2 separate regions of the Capra hircus genome follow, and region 1 is linked to region 2. The links are chromatin contacts, called in public Hi-C maps. All regions are on one chromosome and are shown on one strand. The core of a region is the stretch at or near the end of the contact, and the rest is flanking DNA. Distances in the headings are between cores, read along the strand shown. Region 1 holds the start of AMN (protein amnionless). Region 2 overlaps RCOR1 (REST corepressor 1).

Evidence for each region. Hi-C and Micro-C count contacts between places; a contact is called where the count stands out from the background.
Region 1: a Hi-C map of blood shows a contact between it and region 2, with 6 times the contacts expected there. The contact joins the promoter of AMN here to the enhancer-like site in region 2. A contact is called at or near these places in 2 of 5 Hi-C or Micro-C datasets (both in blood).

What each region holds. Positions count from the first base shown.
Region 1 is chr21:66,871,244-66,874,062 of ARS1.2, forward strand. It overlaps AMN (protein amnionless), which reads left to right and starts at 1,516. Exons shown (of 12, transcript XM_018066053.1): 1 at 1,516-1,589; 2 at 2,260-2,378; 3 at 2,488-2,532. The coding sequence starts at 1,547.
Region 2 is chr21:66,674,136-66,677,249 of ARS1.2, forward strand. The region is part of intron 3 of RCOR1 (REST corepressor 1); the gene reads left to right. Among named protein-coding and RNA genes, the nearest start is that of TRAF3, 74 kb to the right of the region's middle. Within about 2 kb of position 1,811, at least 1 of the 5 cell types and tissues checked has an H3K27ac peak or open chromatin away from gene starts, as enhancers often do.

The sequences.
Region 1 (2,819 bases), core at 266-2,765, 200 kb after region 2:
GATCATGGCATCTGGTCCCATCACTTCATGGGAAATAAATGGGGAAACAGTGGAAGCAGTGACAGACTTTCATTTTTTGGGCTCCAAAATCACTGCAGATGGTGACTGCACCCATAAAATTAAAAGACCCTTGTTCCTTGGAAGGAAAGTTATGACCAACCTAGCCAGCTTATTAAAAAGCAGAGACACTAACTTTGCCAACAAAGGTCCATCTAGTCAAATCTATGGTTTTTCCAGTGGTCATGTATGGATGTGAGAGTTGGACCGTAAAGAAAGCTGAGCGCCAAAGAATTGATGCTTTTGAACTCTGGTGTTGAAGAAGACTCTTGAGAGTCCCTTGGACTGCAAGGAGATCCAACCAGTCCATCCTAAAGAAAATCAGTCCTGAATATTCATTGGAAGGACTGATGTTGGAGCTGAAACTCTAATACTTTGGCCACCTGATGCCAAGAACTGACTCATCCAAAAAGACCCTGATACTTGGAAAGATTGAAGGCGGGAGGAGAAGGGGACAACAGAGGATGAGATGGTTGGATGGCATCACCAACTCAATGGACATGAGTTTGAGTAAATTCTAGGAGTTGGTGATGGACAGGGAGGCCTGGCTGTAGTCCATGGGGTCGCAGAGAGTCAGACATGACTGAGCGACCTAACTGAACTGAATTGATCCAGCTCAACACGCCATCCATACATGACACATCCACTTAATACTGACAGTTTATCTTTCACCCACCAGCCATCCATTTGTCCAATCACATTCCACTTTCCACCCTTCCACTATTCTTCATCCAGGGACCATCCACTTTCCATCACCTATCTTCCGGTCTGCTCTATCCATCCACCCAGCGTCTGTGATCATCCATTTAGCCATCCACCACCTGTGAACAGCTATCTGCATTCACCTGCCACTCATCACATCTTTTCACCAGCAACCATCGAGCCTCTGCCCACCATCCACCATCTAGTCATTCATGCAGCTCTCTGCCACCCAACGCTCATCAGTCACACACCAGTCATCCTCCAGCCACCATCACTCCATTGCTGTCCACTCATTCATTCACTCACCATTTCCCATCAGTCCATTCCTCATCCATCCAGGGGCCAGCACAATACCCTCCATCACGCAGCATGCATCCAAGCTCATCTTCCCACCATCCTCCACACACCAGACACCAGGTGCCACCCGTCTGCCACCATCCACAGTCCACCAGCCTAGGAGGCAGGAGGGCCTGCCTGGACCCGGCCCCTGGACAAGCCAACACCCGGCCCCGAAATGCAGGCAGCTGGGTGCAGCCCGAGCGGCATCTGGGGCAGAGAGGCGCCCCGCCCCCAGCGCACCGTTTCCTTGGGAAGTGGTCCCCACAAGCCCCCTTTCTGAGCGCCCACGGTCCTCAGGTCCTGGAGCTGGGTGTGTGGGAGGGGCCCAGGAGTCGCTGCGGGCGGGTCGGGGGTGAATGTGTAACCCTCCCGGCTGCCCCCACCCCGCCCGGTCACGTGGGCCCCGCGGGGCAAAGTCTCAGGGTCCGAGACGCCGAAGTCCGGCGGGATGGGCGCGCGGGGCCGGGTGCTGCTGTGGCTGCAGCTGTGCGGTAAGGGAGTTGGGGGGTGGCGCGCCGGGGGCCCGACGCACCCGGAGACCCGTGTCCCCGAGGGGTGCGCGGCGGGAGCGCGAGGGGCTGCGAAAGCCGGCCGGCCGCCTGGCCCCTCCTTGCGCAGCGCCCGCGGGGCCGAGTGGGAGGCTCCCCGGAGCCGCAGGGCCAGACCGACGGCCGGCCGCGCCCGCCCTCCGCCCCTACCCCCGCCCCGAAGCTGGCCCCCGGCCCCAGGGTGTGCGCCTCTGACCCCCGCGTGGCCCGTAGGCGGGGGCGCGTCCTCGGAGCGGCCCCCTACGCCCCGGAGCTGTGAGAACTGCAGCCCGTCCCCGTTCCCCTCTCTCAGCCCCGGGCAGATCCGGCCTGCCGCCCGCCCCCGCCCGGTCCCCCAGTTTCTTCCCCTGGGCCGAGGCCTCCCTGCCCCGATGGCCTCAGTCCTGTGGTTGCCACCATTCTGGCAGGGCGAACTGGGGGCGGGCAAGGAGGCGATCTTGGGGCGGTGAGTCCCTGAGGAAGGCAGGTTTGAACCGGCTCTGCAGATTCAGTAGAAGTTGGGGAGCCTCAGGGCCTGGACCCTCTAGCTCCAGGTCTCTCTGGGTGAGGTCATCCTTCCTGGGCACTGGGGGTTCCAGGCAGGAACCCCAGCGCTCAGCCGGCCCCTCCCCAGCCCTGACTCGGGCCACCTACAAAGTCTGGGTCCCCAACACCAACTTTGACGATGCCGCCAACTGGAGCCAGAACCGGACCCCATGCACGGGTGCTGCTGTTGAGTTCCCAGCGGACAAGGTGCTTGACCCCACTCCTGGGGCCCAGGGTGGGGGCTGGGTCCCGGCGTGATCCAGGCCCCGGGACCCCAGTGATGGGGGGCACTTGCTGACATCCCTGCCGCCTGCAGACGCTGTCGGTCCTGGTTCGAGAAGGTCACAGCATCTCAGACATGGTGAGCAGGGCTGGGAATGGGCCCCTAGTGGGAAGGGGGCCTGTGGGTCCCGCCCTGGTCAACTCGAGGCCTCTTCCTGACCGGCCTCCACCTGGGGGACAGACCCTTCAATCCACTAGCTCTTACCCTGTGGAGGGGTTTTTGGAAGGGTGGGGAACCACATGGGAGGGGACACCAGTCGTACAGTCGCAGCCCAGGCTGCGCCCAGCTTCGGAAGGGGTGTGGGGGCACCTCCTGTCTCTCCTGCCCCTGCCTTCGCCCAGGAGCCTGTCCTCTCCAGGTTTGCC
Region 2 (3,114 bases), core at 561-3,060:
CCAAAAAGTTTAAAGTATTACTGATATTACACAGTTGCTTTTGGGTGTGTCTAAGTAAAACTTCCTTAAGGAGGGATGCAACCTCTGGAGTATGCCTAGAAAAGGTGCAGAGACGCATTTCATGTAGAGGAAATGTGGGTAAGTCCAAGTAGCATAGATGAGAACAATGGCATGTGGGCATTATTATAAACACTATTGTAGCGAATTACATGATTAAGTGATGACATGATATTTAGGGGGCAAAGGCACAAATGACGGTTCGGTCCCATAATGGAATCTGGACGTCGGACAGTGAGAGAAACTGGAAATCACCTGTCCGAACTTTAAAGAAAAAAATTAACGCTTTCAACAGGTAGACATATAGAACTGAAAATCATGTCAAATTAGGGATTTTAAAGTAAGTTTTAGCTTTTAGGGGATGAGAACCGTCCTTGGACCTGCATATAAAAAGTTATTTCTGTATTAAGTCATTTGACTTCAGTACCCATTTTCAAAATTATATTATGAGTGAAAGTTTCACAGGTATGTAGTAAATGCCTAAACTTTCACAGAAATATATAGTAAATGTGTCAGGGTCTCTATTCACAACTTTCTAGATGACTGTAAATTGAAGTCAGAAGACCTGACAGTTGCCACTAGGTACCCTGGGGTCTGAGCCCACCTCTGCCCTCTGGACGCAACCAGAGCCCGCTCCCCTTGTCCGCATCTCTCTTGCTGAGTTCTACATGGTGCTGTCCCCTCCCCTCCTCCTGGGAATGGCTGAAGTGTCCCTGGGGGGGCCCCTTCTTGACCACACTGTAGAGACCATACTGTCTGATCTTCCTTTCCCTTGTTCCACCTTTCTCCCCTGTTCATAACCCCTCAGCTGGAGGCTTGAGAGGAAATTCTTTCACATGATTAAAATTCACAACTCACAAATTTAGAAACTTCATTTTACAGTAACATAAAAAGCACATTTCTCCTCATTTTTGTAGTTCTGATATTGGTGTAATTGTTTAAATGTTTGGGCTCATTGAGGTGGTTTCTGTCACATTAAAATGGGAACTGTTCTTTACACATCAGTGTTATTCTCTAATTCATTGATTGATCATAGTCACCTGGGATCATTATAAAAACAAACCCATAACATCAAGAGTATATTGGATTCTTTCTTTGATCTGAGTGTATTCATCTCCTGAAAATGAACCTAGCTGTATCCTTACATATGTGCTTTTCTCTACACACATCATACTTTACTAGAAGCTCTATATATGCATAAAGTATACGTATACATCCATGCACACACATATATGTTCATAAACATGAACACACATACATATTTATACACATACATTACAAAACAGGGTGGAACCTGAGTCAGTATTCTAAAGATGTTTGTCAGACAGTTCTTATCAGTCAGGATTGGAAACTACTGAAATAGAACATGGCTCTGGTGGTGTTCAGGGACTGAGTCGGTGCCTCTGAGTATTTATGTATATGTATATTATTGTACAGAGAATTTATAAAAATACTTCTTATTTGACAAATGATGAAATGGACTTAGCTGCAAGTTCCTGATAGAAACTTAAGGGCTCTTACTCATCATCCAGGGCTGTTTGCACTGTAGTTCATTGTGAGATTATAGGTGAGTCAAGGGTTAGTCTTTTTCTCCCTCTTTTAATGTCAGGAAAGGTTGCCTTTAATTGAGGAAGATGCAGACCTTGTGAGCGTGGTTCCTTCCTCAGCTTGTGTGCGCAGAGCAGCTCCCGAGAGTGGACAGGACAGGCTTGAGGGCACAGCTGCCTTGGGGCTGTGGCCGTCAGGTGCTGATGTGCTGTGACGGGGTGCAGGCGGCTAGCAGGCGAGTTGCCACTGTGTGCATCTTGCTCCTTGCCACAGGCTTGGGCCATGTTTAAGGAGAAGGCTGGTTATTTTGATTAGTCACAACTAAATGTCCTTCATTCCAGTGATGATCAGTTTCTACAACAGAGAATAGGCATATGCCTTTGTGTGTGAGTAGTAGAGTAAACGGGGAGGAGTGCACTTATCTTTTTATTGGAAAAAAATTTAATGCAACACACAAGCAAGTGTAAATCTAACAGTTAAATGGTTAGCCCTGGAAGGCGTGATGGCCTGCCTACTCTTAGAGGAGGGCCCTGTGGCACTGAGGTGGGGGAGGATGTGTCCAGAGTCATGTCTGCTGATTCTGGGTGGACCAGGTAGGAATAGATGCTCGAGGTTGGATGCCACTGTGTGTGGCTTAGTGAGGTGCTCGTGTTTCTTATTTCGCTTGATGAGATTGTCTGTGAGATTGGGCTGGATTTGTAGTGTTTACTTGGGTGCAGAGGGTGGGGGGAACTTTTTCTCTAAAGTGGGCTTTTAACAAAACTACATTAAGAAATGGCATTGTCATAAAGGAAGCATATTTTATCCCTGACAAGGAGGGACTGGTGCTTTCATCATAGCCTGACTGAGTCTCTGGCTGAGTCTCAGCCCACTACTCCCACCTCGAGATATCACAGGGATCATTGAAATGTTGTAGTGATGTCTGTGCCCACCAGGTGGCACAATTGCTTTACCTAACCGATTCAAGCTCATTTTGATTCTCAGCGAGTTATGGTGATGATTCATTTCTTATTTTAATAGCTCAAGGAGATGCCACAATATTTGTTATCATATTCTTGAAGAAAACTTTAGCATGCTGTTTTTGAGTTACGAGAGAGAAAGTGGTACCGTATTTCCTTTGCAGCACCTGAAGCTATAGAAAATATGATGATAAAAACTTTACAGCTGTCCTAGGGCTATGGGTTTGTCCTCAGCAAAGGTGTCAGCCTCTTGCTCTGCATAGACTGTGCAGGATCACAAGTATTCCAAGTCGCTGCAGTATCTGGGGAGGGAAGGGTGAGTTAAGGTTACTGTGGCAGTTTTCTTCTGCATTCTTCCCAGTTTTGCAGTCGAATTTGAGATTCTTACTAATGGTACTGGGAGCGTTCAGATCATCAAGTTAGAACATGAATATAGAAACCTATGAAGCTTTGCTCAAGGCAGTCATCTGTCTGTTAGCTTCTGACTCCGTCACTTCCTTCATCAACCACAGTTTTGTTTTCTTGACTCCATTCAAACGGAATAGACTGT